Linked DNA regions of Zea mays: region 2 is linked to region 1. A link is a contact called in public Hi-C data. All regions are on one chromosome and are shown on one strand. Each heading gives the region's core, a stretch centred on a gene start, on an enhancer-like site or on the middle of the called end of the contact. The rest is flanking DNA. Distances are from core to core; before and after follow the strand shown. Region 1 holds the start of LOC100274190. Region 2 holds the start of LOC103635733 (CBL-interacting protein kinase 14).

Evidence for each region. Hi-C and Micro-C count contacts between places; a contact is called where the count stands out from the background.
Region 2: a contact with region 1 is called in a Hi-C map of endosperm, with 2.1 times the contacts expected there. The contact joins the promoter of LOC103635733 here to the promoter of LOC100274190 in region 1. A contact is called at or near these places in 2 of 25 Hi-C or Micro-C datasets (endosperm and leaf).

Annotation. Positions count from the first base shown.
Region 1 is chr8:115,904,261-115,911,465 of Zm-B73-REFERENCE-NAM-5.0, reverse strand. LOC100274190 reads left to right here and starts at 3,485. Exons shown (of 7, transcript NM_001357783.1): 1 at 3,485-4,238; 2 at 5,179-5,234. The coding sequence starts at 3,524.
Region 2 is chr8:116,078,455-116,085,659 of Zm-B73-REFERENCE-NAM-5.0, reverse strand. It overlaps LOC103635733 (CBL-interacting protein kinase 14), which reads right to left and starts at 4,322. Exons shown (of 2, transcript XM_008658112.4): 1 at 4,107-4,322; 2 at 1,362-3,201. The coding sequence starts at 2,936. The coding sequence ends at 1,584.

The DNA.
Region 1 (7,205 bases), core at 2,236-4,735:
GTGTTTTCCACTGGGTGAACATTCTCTTTAAGGAGTCCCACCTATTCTTCATTTGATCTCTGGTGTAAGTGCGACCAGTCCGTTCCTTAAACTTCCTTATGAGGTTAGCATGCCCTTCTGCATTTAGAAAATGTTGTGGCCTATTCCGTGCATTGACCTCTTCTACACAAATTTCTGTGTAAATTTTTGTTGCTCTACTATCCCACTTTGCAATCACTTTGCCAGACTTGTCCATCTAGTGCAAAACAAGTGTACAGTTTTGAAAATACGTAGTGCAGTCGATTTAAGAAGAAAACAAAATTAACACTGAAGGGACCATAATAACATTAGGTAGTAGCATAAGTAGTAACATTCGGTTTTCTATAATTACATATAGACTACCATAATTCAACTACCGATGAACACAAAAGGACAGGGAACACATAACATCACCGCATTACGCAAAAGCCTGATCCTATCCCTGTTTCCCTAAGACCTTACTACAGGTTAACCATGTTCTAACTTAAACCTCATTGTCACTAAACGAAGGCATCTGATCGGAGTCATATTCAAGACCCCAAAACTTTTCGAAGTGTTCGGCAAAGTCCCAGTCTGGACTAAGGTCGTCTTCACCAGGGGGTGGTGAGGACAAGTCTGAGGGTTCATAGTTGCTGTTGGCCTGGTTGTTAACGTTGTTGACCTTGTTCAAATACTCTTGCAACACCAGAGAGTCTTGCTCCATCATGCAAGCAATGTCCTTCAATGCTACACGAAGTTTGGTAGCGTCAAATGAGGTCAACCCGCGTCCAGGACGGATTGTTTCCCGAGCTACGAAAAATATCTTATCTGCAATCTCTTGCATCCTTCCAATTGCCTTGTCGGCTATGGAGTATGCTGAATCCATCTGATGTGGATTTAGATGGTTAGTGTACTAGACAGGGGGACAATCTACTAACTTCCATGTATTGACATGAATTGCGTGCTAACATAGACAAACTAGGGTTCAAGCTACTAACATACATGTACTAACAAAGAAAATATGAACTAAACCCATAACATACAGGTACTGACAAACAAACTATGAACTAAACCCTGAACAAATAATAGGGATACAACAGATCAATGGTATCCCTAGTAAACCATAAACAAAAATTGGTAAAACCGCATCTGTGCATCCTTCCAATAGCCTTGTCGGCTATGGAGTTTGCTGAATCCATCTCATGTGGATTTAGGTAGTTAGTATGACATGGGTACATTGTACCAGGAATCAGTTATGAATTCGCTCGGCTGGTAACAAACACATCATGGGATGAACTCGCAAAGGAACCGTAAACCGTGATACTAATAAGCAGTACAATAACCCTAGAACCCTAAATAGTTTAATCACCTTAATATTGCATATGCAAAACATTGCCATAACCAACAAGTTTAGGTTTACATCACTTTTCTTGCAGTGGATGTTTTCACCGACGACGAATACTGGATTTGTCTCCCAGATCTGAAATGCACATTTCAAACGTTAATCGTTAGTACAAATCGTATAATTCGTAGTCAATAGAGGGGGGATAAACCCTAAACACAGAGGGTGGATGAACCCTAGACAATAATCCCAAAATCCGACTGATCTTAGGGGGAGACCCCAAAACCCTAACAACACATTGCGACGGCTAGAAACAAGCCTATTCGCGGCTGAGATGGGAGCGACGGTGGAGGAGAGTTGGGGGGAGACCCCAAAACCCTAACAACACATTGCGACGGCTAGAAACAAGCCTGTTCGCGGCTTAGATTGGGGGACTTACGAATCTATAAGCACAAAGGCCGAATCGAATCGGGCACGAAGGTGGACGAGAAGAGATGGTTGGGATGGAGGAGCACAAATCGGGACGTGGAATGGAGAAGAACATACCGCGGTGGTGGCCGGAGGTGATGGTTCCGTCATTCGCTCGCGCGGGTACGGGATCCTGGCGGCAGGAGATGGCGACGGCGAAACCCTAGCGCAGAGAGCGTTTGCGTTTGCGGTGCGTGCGGGAGTGCGGGGGTACAGCGCGTGTCGGGGCGAAGCGACTTGTTTGCCGCTTCTTGGCGGCCGTAGGGACAGCCGCGTCGGCCCGAAGCGCTTGCGGGAGAAGCCCCCCAGAAGTTTTGCGTTTGGTTCAACTTCTGGCTTCTGGCGGGCAGAAGCTCCCCAGAAGCTGAATCAAACAGGGGCTAAATTGACTCTATCACTAGTTAAAATTGGCTAGTAACTCTCGCTAGCCAAACTAACTTGCATGTTAGGGAGTTTTTGGAATAAGATGTTATTTATAGAGTTAGAGAGTTTTTGAATTAGAGCAACTCCAAAAGACTAGGTATAAATCCTAGCTAAATTTGAAGTATTGAGAGCTGTAAAAAATAGATAAGTTCATAATATGTGAGTGTATCCAACAAACTCTTCAAATATAGATGATGACTTATAAAACTCTCAACTAGCCAACTCATACGGTTCTTTTTTTTGCGCATGAATTTTCATCTGCTGTAGCCGACGGACATGGCGCATGACCGTTCTGAATCGGTCTGACACCCAGACACAACATTTGGTGCCAATTTCAAGCACATAATACAGACACAAAGTTGTTCAGTCCACTTCAACAAACTAGAAAAGAATGTGGATTATGTTTTCATTCCACTTCAACAAACTAGACAATCTGTGTTCAAGAAGCCATAACAACACATCTGTCACAGTTGGATTAAACTAAATGGGAGCTGGGCCAACTGAACAGTTCAAACATCGGATTCATATTCCCTAGTATCATTGACAATCCCATTTTTGAACCAGTTCAACTGGAATGTGATGTCACTATGGTGAAGCTATAGGGACGAAACAAGCAAGAAGCAACGGTAATGGAAAGGTGGGTTCGTCAGGGGAGAGCTCACTCATCACTGCGAGACGACAAACTTGCCCGGGGAGCCATGGGAACCAAAGCGAGAGAGTGCGGGAGGAAGCAGGAGGGCAGGAGAGCGCGTCGGCTGGGAGATGGCGAATCCTAAGAGCTAGCCAAAAATGACCAGCGACGGGGAGACGATGGCGAGCCAGATGCGATGGCGAAGTTGATGAAGAGACTGTTGGAAGCTTTTTGCACGGAGTTTTTCTTTTTTTTATAGAGCACGGGCTGTTTAGCTAGTCTGTTGGAGCTGCTATTAGATGTTATTTATAGAGTTTAATATTTACACAGAGACAAATAAAGAGTCGAGTCAAAAATAAAGTCTGTGAGTGATGTTCTAAGTGCGGCCAATGACTACAAATGTTATTTATAGAGTTTAATATTTACATTTTCTAGTTTCTTCTGTGTGTCACCCTTGACCACCTGCGCCGTGTCTCTTCTGTGTGCCACTGCTGCCCTCACCCCTGGATGAGAAATGAAGGCACCAGATTTAAAGTGCTCATATGAGCACAAGAGCTCCATGAGCACATAATACGTTCCCTTTGCTAAAAGCAACCACAAGCGAAAAAAAAACAAATTTCCCTGCTCTTTCCGTCGCCTCCGCCGTCGCCGTAAGACTGTCGATGGCCGCAGCCACCGCCACCGTCACCTTCTCGCCATCTCCCCCATCCTTCCTCAACTCCCATATCCCTCGTGGCCACCGACCTGCCTCCACCACGACGATAGCTTTTGCACGCCGTTTTCGCGGTGTAAAACCTAGTCCCGATCGCTCCCGAGGCAAGGTCGACCAGGTCGCCCACCCCGACGATGGATTCGGCGCACTCGAAGCGGAGCTCTGGCGCCTGCGCCGCCTCGTGGAGCTAAAGATCCACCGCCTCGGCACCGAGGCCGACGCCGCCTACCGCGACCTACGCTCGGCGGTGCGCGAGGTCAGCGGAGACCGCGTCGTCCTAACCTTCCGCCGCTCGTCGCTGCGCTACCTCACCGGAGCACTCCTCTTCTTGCTCGCCTGCGCCATCGCGGCGCGATTGCTGCTGGGGATGGTCTTACGGGCGTGGCAGCGGCGGGGTTTGAGGAGGGGATTGTGGGGTGAAGGCGGCAGGGCGGTTGTGCGAAGGAGGGACCGCAGCTTGGGAGGGAAGGAGGTGGTGGTTGCTGTGTCGTCGCCGCCTAAGGAGGCAGCTCGGACCAGTCGTGTCGCAGAGCCAGCAAAGGAGGTCTGGAGGGGGTACTCACAAGCTAAGTTGCCAGACTGGTGGCCCAATGTTGGAGCGACGGTGATGGAACCTGGGCCAGAGATGGAGAAGTGGGCAAGAATGGCAAACAGATTGGTCCGAGGTGAATGCCTGTAAATTTCAATTCTAGGTTGCTGGCGTAATTCTGAATGTGTTGCCCAAATGCACCAGTCTGGTACATCTTTTATTTTTTAACCTTTCACTGTTTTTTGGGTATAAAATTATTTGCAAATTGGGTTTGTATTTCAAAAGCCCAATAATTTGAGCTCGTATGCATGCTGATGCTGTTATTGATAGTATATAAATGGGGGTTCTCAGTGTGGTAACATTGGTTCTGTTTGCTCTCATTCAAGTTCGAATAGCATCAACATAATGCCACTACAACATTATATTATTATATAAAACTAGGAGATTTTAAATGGTACAGAGGTTAGTTTTGTTTATATACTTCGCAGAATTTGCTCTTGAAAATGTCTTTTCCTTTGAAGTTCTAATAGATTTAGTATTTCCGGGAATTAACAGAAATGTGACATTTGGAGGATGATTTCCTTGTAACACATTTTATTTGTTCCTACAACTTGCATTTGTCATTCTTTAATAGCAACTTAAAACTAGCTGATATTATATTCTTCGAAATTTGAATGATAACTTTGCTCTTGTCATGATTATTCCCTTGAAATTGTAATTGTTCTTACAGTTTTGCTAGAAATATAACAATGACTAAAATTTGGCACGTGAATAAAATTGCATACGAATCTTGTTATCTCTATCAGTGTACTATATACATAGTTCAAATGTTAAACAAAAAAGGAGAAACCTTCTTGTACTGTATTCGAAGTCAAGTTACCCACTTCATACTTGCAGTGCGGGATGTTACTATTGTTCTCCATATATGTTAATATACTCAATCGGCGAACCAAAATTATAGGTACATATAACATATTTACCCTTTTCCTTTGGGAAGTAAAGTAGATTGTCCTTTATCATTGCGTAGAATTACATGTTGCTATTACTGAAATTTGTAAACCTTTTTTTTGTGTCAGCAATAATTGATAGTAGAGTCATGGGGAGGGATTACAGATATGATGATGCAATTCAAGTTAGTACCTTTTCCTTCTTAACATTGGTGCTATGATTTTTCATATGTTTGAATGATTTCTATCAACGTTTGGGGACTCAGCTATTGCCAAGACGTGCTCAAGGATCCTGTCTCAGGAGACTGACTTCAGGGGGGATCCTACTCTCGGGGCCCCATGGCTTGGGGACCTCCTTTGGCCTTGACTCTGAGTCGGTTTATATGGGGGTCTCCTCTAAATTAAGTCTTTAGGACCGCATCCCGTGACATGCAAACATAAGCCCCTGGGCCCCCTCGCGCTCGAGGCACCTGACGGTGTAGGTCCTTGGGGCCCCACGTCTAATGGTGTAGCCTCTCAGGGCCCCTCGCGCCTCGGGACACCTGGTGGTGTAGGCTGTCGGGGCCCTTGTGCCTCGGGATAGTGTATAGGATGCTCAGTGCAAGACCAGCCCTCGAACACATGCTAAGCTACTCAGGTCCCTGAAGTTCTTGAGCCCGTATTCTAATAGTCGGGGCCCATGCCATTCAAGGCTCAGGGACCCCCTGGAGGAGTCGAGGACTCAGGTTGGCTAAACCCAATCCTGTCTTGGGGCAAAAGGATGTTGTAGGCCCACTGGGCGTAGTACAAACCCGAGGGATGGACTCCACTTCTAAAGCCTTGGAAACTATACCTTGGCCATAGCTTAATGGATAAGTCTTGGGCACATCGCATTACATGTGCTGTGGGCGACATTACAACCTTGACATAGCATACTGGCACACGACTTAGGCTATATGGCACTTGAGGTTGCTGCACAGTGCTAGTGTTGGCCCCTATAGTCACGCGTGCACCCGCATTGAGTACCATGAAATGTAGAAAAGTACAAGGGGCTATATTGGTCGCCAATCACGGAATCACCATAGCCAACACTTCCTTTAAGAAGAGAATCCCATTTAGTGACCTACAATAGTGGCCAACGCTCTAGTTAGATTGGCTTTGTCCTCACAAGAAGAGAGGATAAATGCATGCTTGGATTGCAAGGTGATACTCGGAGGCTGTTGTCTCTCAACATAAGTTTGTGGTGGTGATCTGTTTTTAGGTGCGTGCCCGTAGGGATAAACACGCCAAGTTTGCGAGAATAAAGTGGTGGAAACTAAAAGGTGATACATCAGAAGTCTTCAAGGAAAGGGTCATCAAAGAGGGCACTTGGAAGGAAGCGATAGGTTTTAAAGTCATCCGACTAATCACGATTAGTCGACCTTATCGCTGGAGCATGCTCGATCAGGGTCGACTCGACTAGGGCGACTAGGAAGCGATTAGTTGTCCTAGTCGCTGACTAATTATGATCAGTCATCCAACTAGAGTTATAACTGACTAATTTTGTCCATTTTGGGCCAGTATCCGGTCTCTTTTCTATGGGCCATCCCACTATCTTTAAAGGTATAACTAGGTATATGCCCGTGCGTTGCTACGGAGTCAATATTATAAAACACGATATTTTTTACATATCAATGTGTTTTATCATAGCAACGCACGAGCATATACCTAGTTGGATTCTTATGTGGTGAGGTCACAACTATTTAATTTCATTATGCTTCATAGGTTGCATGTAAGTTCACGGGCAACGTACTGATCAAGTGGTTCCTAAAAAGCTTCGGGCTACATGACAACACCGTGCTGATGAAGTGGTTCCTAATGCGAGGGCTACATGACAACAACGTGCTGATGAAGTGGTTCCTAATGCGAGAGCGTATTGGTGAAGTGGTTCCTAATGCAAGAGTCGAAGTTACTCAAGGACTGGTATTGACATCAATGGAAGGAATGAAGTGGTGACTGGAGGGCTAGGGGTGCCTCATCAAATATTGCTACGGCAGAAGCTGGTAATACGTTGCTCACCCTTGTCATTGGGCAACATAACAATCAGCCACAACTATTCAGAAATAGTGATGAACCATAATGAAATGGGAATAAAGAACATTATGATGCCATTACAAATGCATGTGCCTCTTACTTTT
Region 2 (7,205 bases), core at 3,073-5,572, 170 kb before region 1:
TGGCGCCAAGACATGTGACTTTGACGCTATGGGTCAGGACACCAAACACACAGTCAAAAGGAAATTTAAATCACATAGATATAAATATGAATATTTTTTGAAAAAAAATAAAAAATAAAAACAGAGAGAAGCAAAACTAAACAAGGACAAAAAACCCTCTAGAATTTGTTCGGATTCTATTTGGACAAAAGGAATAAATGACAAAACCAGCTGTTGGAATCTATATCACGTGCATAGAGCTTTTGGATCTAGCGTATGAATTTATTTACAAAACCAGCTGGGTAGAAACATGAGTCGAGTTTAGATATTGGTTCAATGGTGTTGGTGTGCAATATGGCGGCAGATGTTACATGGGGGTCACTATATTGAAGTAAATTTGCAACATTATTCATGTGTTGTGTAAAACTGGACGTGGGTGTACTTTGGCCATGAGATTCGGGTCCATGTTTGCAGGTTTTGTTGTTGGACTAAATCCTTGCTTAAATGTGAGACTTGAAATATAGAATAAAAGCAAAGTGGAGTACATGGAAATTTGTGATTGCTGGATTGTGTTGCAGGTACCGTTGTTTGGAAGAAGCGTCTTGATTCTCCATTTTGTTACCATCATGCTTGCAAGTTCTGTTTTTTGTGGTTTCATCATTATTATATGTCTGTATTTGTTGATGATATGGGACTTGTTGCTTGGTACGCTGGCCTATAACATCCAGTGATGTGTACAGATATGTTGGATGAATTTCTCATATATTCAACACATAGGAGTATAGAATTACAGCAAGATCATCAGAGTGTTGAGAATGAGGTAGAGAAGCTTTGGTCCACAGACACAGCACTGTGGCTGCAAGCAGAACTACAGTGTGAGTCTCGAGCGAACCGGCTAGCTGACAAAGGTACATAGAACCTGGAGAGAATGAAGTACCATCTGTTTCTCTTCTCCTGCTCGCACCGGTGATGATCAGCAGGAGCCAGCAGCTGAGTGGGAGGAGAGGAGGCAAAGCAACCAACTGGAGGTAGGAAGAGCCGATGATTAGCGGTGCAATCTGCAGCAACCCCTCGATTTCTGCCTGGTGCTAAATGGTTTGAGTGAAAATTGAAAGAAGAAGAAAACACTGCATTCAAAGACATTAGCAGTGAAAAAACAGAGAGATACCATGAAAGCATCTCAAGCTAGGTTATGTACCCTTCATCTGGTCTAACTTCTGAATTTTTTGTTGCAGTAAGATGCTCCCTACTCAGCCATGGTTTCAGTTTCAGTCAGCCTCTCCTCTTTGCACTAAAGATTTGTATGCATCACGCAGGGCTGCATAATGTTTGCAAGAGGATAACGTGGTTGCATCTGGTACACATCAAACTACTAATGGATCTCCTGGAAAGCTCGACCCTTTTTAAGGATCGACAACATTTTTTCATTATAAAATTGTAACAATCATTAGGTTGTAACACAATAACTCAGCTCCTTAACAATTATTGCTGAACAAAACACAACCTAATGGTTCATATCACCACCAATACAAAAAAGGAATGTAGCTGCTAAAAAAATAAGGAATGAAATGTACTAGAATAGAATCTACAGGAGACATCCGAAGCTACTTCTGCTTCTGTTGCAGATCATCTCCATGCCATGCCGAGACAACGTCCTTTAACCCTGGTCGGATGCCCTCTTCCAACAGTTTCTCGTACTCAAGTAGATTGCCACTGGTTTGTTTAATCTGAACGAGATGGCAGGATGGTGTGATCTCAAAGATCTGCGTGTCAAACTTAAGGACACCATTGCCCCCCTCCTTCCTCCCTTGAATGCTGATAGTGTTGTTGTCCTTCTTCCTTATCCTGAGATTCAGTGCTTTTGCGACGTCTTCAAGCTTTGCGATGATGGACAATGCAGGCTTATCTGAAGTGAACCTTGTCTCCTTCCTGCACTCCTTGATAAACAGACCAGACAGGTCCAATCCTGCTGATAACGCGATGATTTCAAAGGCATTGAGGTTTGTGGCAACCAAGGACTTCATATCTTCGTGAGCAATCTCCTTGCGCCTAGAAGGAAGCACTGGGGCAGCATTTGTGGTGGTGGCATTCTCGCTAAGAACTTTCTCGTTCACTGCACTGATCTCCCTAGGACCTTTTCGGAACCAGGTAGACTCTTTTATCTCCTGAATTGAAGGTCTCATGCTGGGGTTGGGGTTCAGGATCTTGTATAGCAACCTCTTGAGTTTGTGTGAAAACCAACTGGGGCACCTAAAATCTCTATCATGTATCTTCCGATAAATCTCCATCAAGTTTGGGCCCTGGAAAGGGAGGTAGCCAGCAGCGAGAACAAAGAGGACAACACCACAAGACCAGATGTCTGATTTTGCACCATCGTAGCCTGTCTTCTTGATCACCTCTGGAGCTATATACACCGGGGTCCCACAGACAGTATGGAGCAACCCATCTGTCCTCCTCGACTCTGAAAACGCGCTCAGTCCAAAGTCAGACACCTTGAGGTCCCCATTCTCATCCAGCAGCAGGTTCTCAGGCTTCAAGTCCCGATGGTACACGCCTCGGCTATGGCAGTGATCTAGTGCATCGATGAGCTGTTGGAAGTATTTGTGTGTGTCAGCCTCCGTGAGCCTGTCGCTCCTCTTAATCTTTTCAAAGAGCTCACCCCCTTTCGCATACTCCATGATGATGTAGATCTTATTTCGCGTCGCCATGACCTCATGGAGACGAACGATGTTTTTGTGTGTCACCAGCCGCATCGTCGTGATCTCACATTTTACCTGCTCTGAGAGCCCGGCCTTGAGCACCCTGTCCTTATCCATGATCTTGATAGCAACATCCTGGTTGGACTCAAGGTCCCTTCCATAGTGTACCTTCCCGAACGCGCCTTTCCCCAGCAGCTTCCCCAGCTCATACCGCTCCGTCAAAGTCTTCCCTCTGGTCTTCATATCTTTTATATCCATGAAAACTGTGTGATCACGCACAAGGCTAGCTTTCTGTTGTCAATCAGGTGGACTGCGCCTTATAGGTTGCTGGCGTCGGAGTCTGAAGGGCGTGGAGTAGATGCGGACAAGGTGACCGCCGCTCAAGTCAAGAGACGAGCAGGCCTGCAGATCTTGCGCAAGAGCCACTAGGCCCTTGGTGGTGTTGCAGCAGAAGTATCTTCTATGCAAGCACATCTTTCAGCATAGTTTTGTTGTCTTTCTTGTTATGGACTTGTGATCTGCACTGCACAAAGGAAAAGAAACAACATTAGACTCTGCAGCTGCATGACCACATGAAAAGGCTAACAATTTTTCTGTTGGCTACTGTAAGGACAGGACGCCAACAAAACCAGCCAGGTAAAGGCTTCACCAAAGAAAACTAAAAATGCTGACTGTGTGGTATGTATAACAACAATCCGGTACATAGTGGCAGGTAATGCAATAAGAATCGACAGCATCATTTATCAACAGCCCAAAGAACGACAACATCAACAGTGAATATATACAGAAGGCAGAAAGAAGGTAAAAGGCAGGATGTAGCAGGTCGAGAGGAATCTGATGGATGCACTTTCTTTCTGTGCAAAGCCATCATCAGCGGCTATTTTGGAATCCCCAGAATTACACGTCTGACATAATAAGGATCCAAGACGCAGCATGGCAATGGCAGGATGTTAAGAAATTAGAAATCCAAGACGAAGAAGAACGAGCCATAACCGAAGCGAAGCTTCGCATTTTAGAAACCTGACTAACGCCGCCAGGAATCATACACGAGGCTGCAGGAGTTTATACCGGGCTCTCCCCTCCGACTGAAAGCACTATCTGGCAACAAGAAGAAGCAATCGAAGGCACCGCAGAGGGTGCATTGCAGACCAAGGAAAAGCCGACATCGCCGTCGTCGCCTCTTTTTTTCTTCTACTAATCCTGACTGAACCTATGAACCACAACTAACAGCAGGAAGGCGCTAGTAGGTAGGTTGTTGATACGATCGCCGCCGAACAAGGTGGGTAGGTTGTTGGTACGATCGGCGACGTACGATGTCCTTACACAAAAGCGTGGGATCCGTAAAGAGATGTGGTAACGCGTGGTGGCGGCCGGCGTGCAAGCAGATTGATCAGGAAGACAGAGGATGGATTGGTTGGTTGCTGTTACCTTGCGACGGGGCGACGAGAACGCCGAAGCTTCGTTCCGTGGGGAGGGTCGGGCGCTGCACTTGTTCGGTGGGGCGTGGTCCGATCGCCTGAGTTTCGCTAAGCTTGGCTTGGCGTAGTTGAGAGGTGGGTGTGGGTGGCCGGCCGGCCGTGGGATACTGGGATGCGGCGACAACGAGGAGAGATTGGTTCACCTCAGGGTCAGGGCTAGGGCCTTTTATATGCCTTTGACGATAATGGCCGCATCGCTCATCTAGGTCCGCTTCGAATATTCGCCCCCGTGACAGCTAGCGTAGGAGCAGGATTAACAGCGCAAGTGCGCAACTACCTTATCCTCTCCGTACGTCGCTAAGCTGCTGATAACAGGCACTTGCCTCTCACCTATATGACTACATGTCCACGTGTGGACGATCTATCTTGCCATGGCCGTTCGGTGATCTTATCTGTAACCACACCCAAATTACACGTATCCGCTACATGGGTCTTAGTTAATTCTTACTATTTTCGTTTAAAACTATACATCGTCATGCATTTTTTTAAAAGAAAATCTTAGTGGTTATCTGGATTTTTTAAAAGAAATCTCAACTAAGGTGTGTCTGTGTTCCATAGTTCTCGTACACGCAAAACTACCATTGTGTGTAACAAGCCCTCTCTAATAACACCTCTATTTTCGAATATTTATCGTAGCCTAGCTTATTTTTACACTAAATCGCGACAAATAAAAAAGAACGAAGAAAGTGACATATATAGTAATACGGGTGGTATGGAGAAAAAGAGAAGAAGAGAGATTAATTATCATGATGTTCCAAACTCAATAATATAATAGAGACATACGATGCTAGTGGCATCGTGTCCACATCCATCATCGCCACTGCTTAACTCACTGAGAACCACCGACCATAGAGAATGGTGTTACCATCGTCTTACGAGTATATATAACGACACAGAGTGACAAACATGATGTCTCTCGATTGTAACAGATCTTTTATAACATCCATTCATTTATTAAAAAAACATACACTAATATTTATCGTCCACTAATTCATTTTTTTGCACTAAAACACGATAAATAAAAAGAACGGAGAGGGTACGTATCTATCTGCTGAAAATAAAATGAAATCTATCTTCAGTTTGGTTAAATTTACAGAAAATAAAGACATGCGTACAGGACTACAGGGAGATGTTTTCTTCCATCCGCTTATGATCACGTTTCCTTCACACGAATACAGCAGCGCAACGAATCTTGTCCGGAATGGCGGCACGGTTCATCCCATGATGCATGTGGTACATGTACATCTACTTTGCAGGACGTCCACGCCTCATCTAGCCGCTTCATTCATCTGTGATGCATGTATTGCATGCAGACACATAATGCAAAGATCAATCATGCAACAACATGTGGTCCTGCACTTGTGTTACCTGGCCAGTGTCGTCACCGTGTGGCTATCTGAAGCAATGCCAACTTGTAATGTGCAGCTCGTTCTGGTGAGCAATTCGACTGTTTGAGTAATGTGTTCTAGCTAGGTTTTGAATGGAGATCTAAGCTTTAAGAGATTCATATCTGCAGTGGTGGGTCTAGATTCAAAGTTTTCAGAAAATATTCGTATAGATTAATTTAGCTATACCCTATACATTGTTTGGATTATTATAATCGTTTTTAGAAAATATTTGTATAGATTAATTTAGCTACCCTATACATTGTTTGGATTATTATAATCTGACTGTTACCTAGAGATGCATGTCTACAATGGCGTGCAGTGACATAGAATACAATGTTTTACGATTATTATAATCTGATTGTTACCATAGGATAGATAAATCTGTATCAACTGATGCAGAATTATCTCATTGATTTGTTCGACTTCCGTGCATATCCTTCTCTCTCATATATCTCTACTACTTATTAAGGCTGCAAGGGTAGTATGTCATTCTGTGTTCTGACTACAAGGGTAGCTGTGTTCTGCCGCTATTCCATGTTCTGCCTTTCTCATTCCCCCCTCCACACAAAGCTCATTCCCATTCTCATCCCCACATACAGTCCACATCTAGCTAAAATTTAAAAAACACAAATGCCCACAAGGGGATTCGAACCCGCAACCTGTTGGGGACTTGTTCTCAAGTGCTATGAGTTAAGAACAAGGCAACACAGAGAATGTTAAACAATAAAATCCTTCGTCCTTTGAAACATTATTTCCCTTAGGAAATAACGATCTTCGGACGAAGGTCATGAAAGACGAACCTTCATCGTCACAATATACATTAATGAAAGACGAAGCATATGAAACGTAAAAGATAGCATGAATAATCATATAACATCATCCATTTAACTTTATTATATCATCATGGAAAAATAGAGACAATATCGAATTATAAATGTACCTTCGGCTTGGAAGGAGATGAAAATACAAGTGTGACGTAAAAGCAAATGCCAAGTCCGCCTGAACAGTACGGGGGTACTGTTCATCTATTTATAGACGTGGGACGCAGCCCATGTAAAATTACATTCATGTCCACTACATTTGCTAATGACTTATGAGGATCTGTCAAAGCCTAAGTAGTCTTTTCATCTTTAAGTCGGTTCCCCTTTCTGCCATTATGCCGAAGCTCCCCTGCGCACAGCTTCGGCTATGCACCATCCCTCGTACGGCTTGGTGATCAGCCCGTCCTTCATCTCAATCCTCCTTCGTCTAGCTTAAGCTTCGTCCTGATCGTACTTCATGTTCATAGTCTGGGTCCGAAGATATCTGTTCATGCATTTCACTTGGAAGATATTGTCAAATCATGTTTTTGAGGACCTTCGGAGGACGAAGGCCCCCAACAGTAGCCCCTCGCAATATTAATTTATTAATGATAAATTTAGATTGCGATATGGACGAAGGCCTTAAGCCGAAGGTCCGAAAAAACACCTTCCCTTTGCTAGAATAGCAACATTCACTGACAAGTGGGTCTTTCAACTTTCAACGCACTGGGCGTATAAATAAGATCATACCACAAACTCATTTTGGTACGCACACTTGCCATCTGCCCCTGCTTACTCAATTTTATCTCTTGCGCGCAAAAATTTACTGAGCTTTTAGTTTTGAAGCTTCGGCATTGAAAA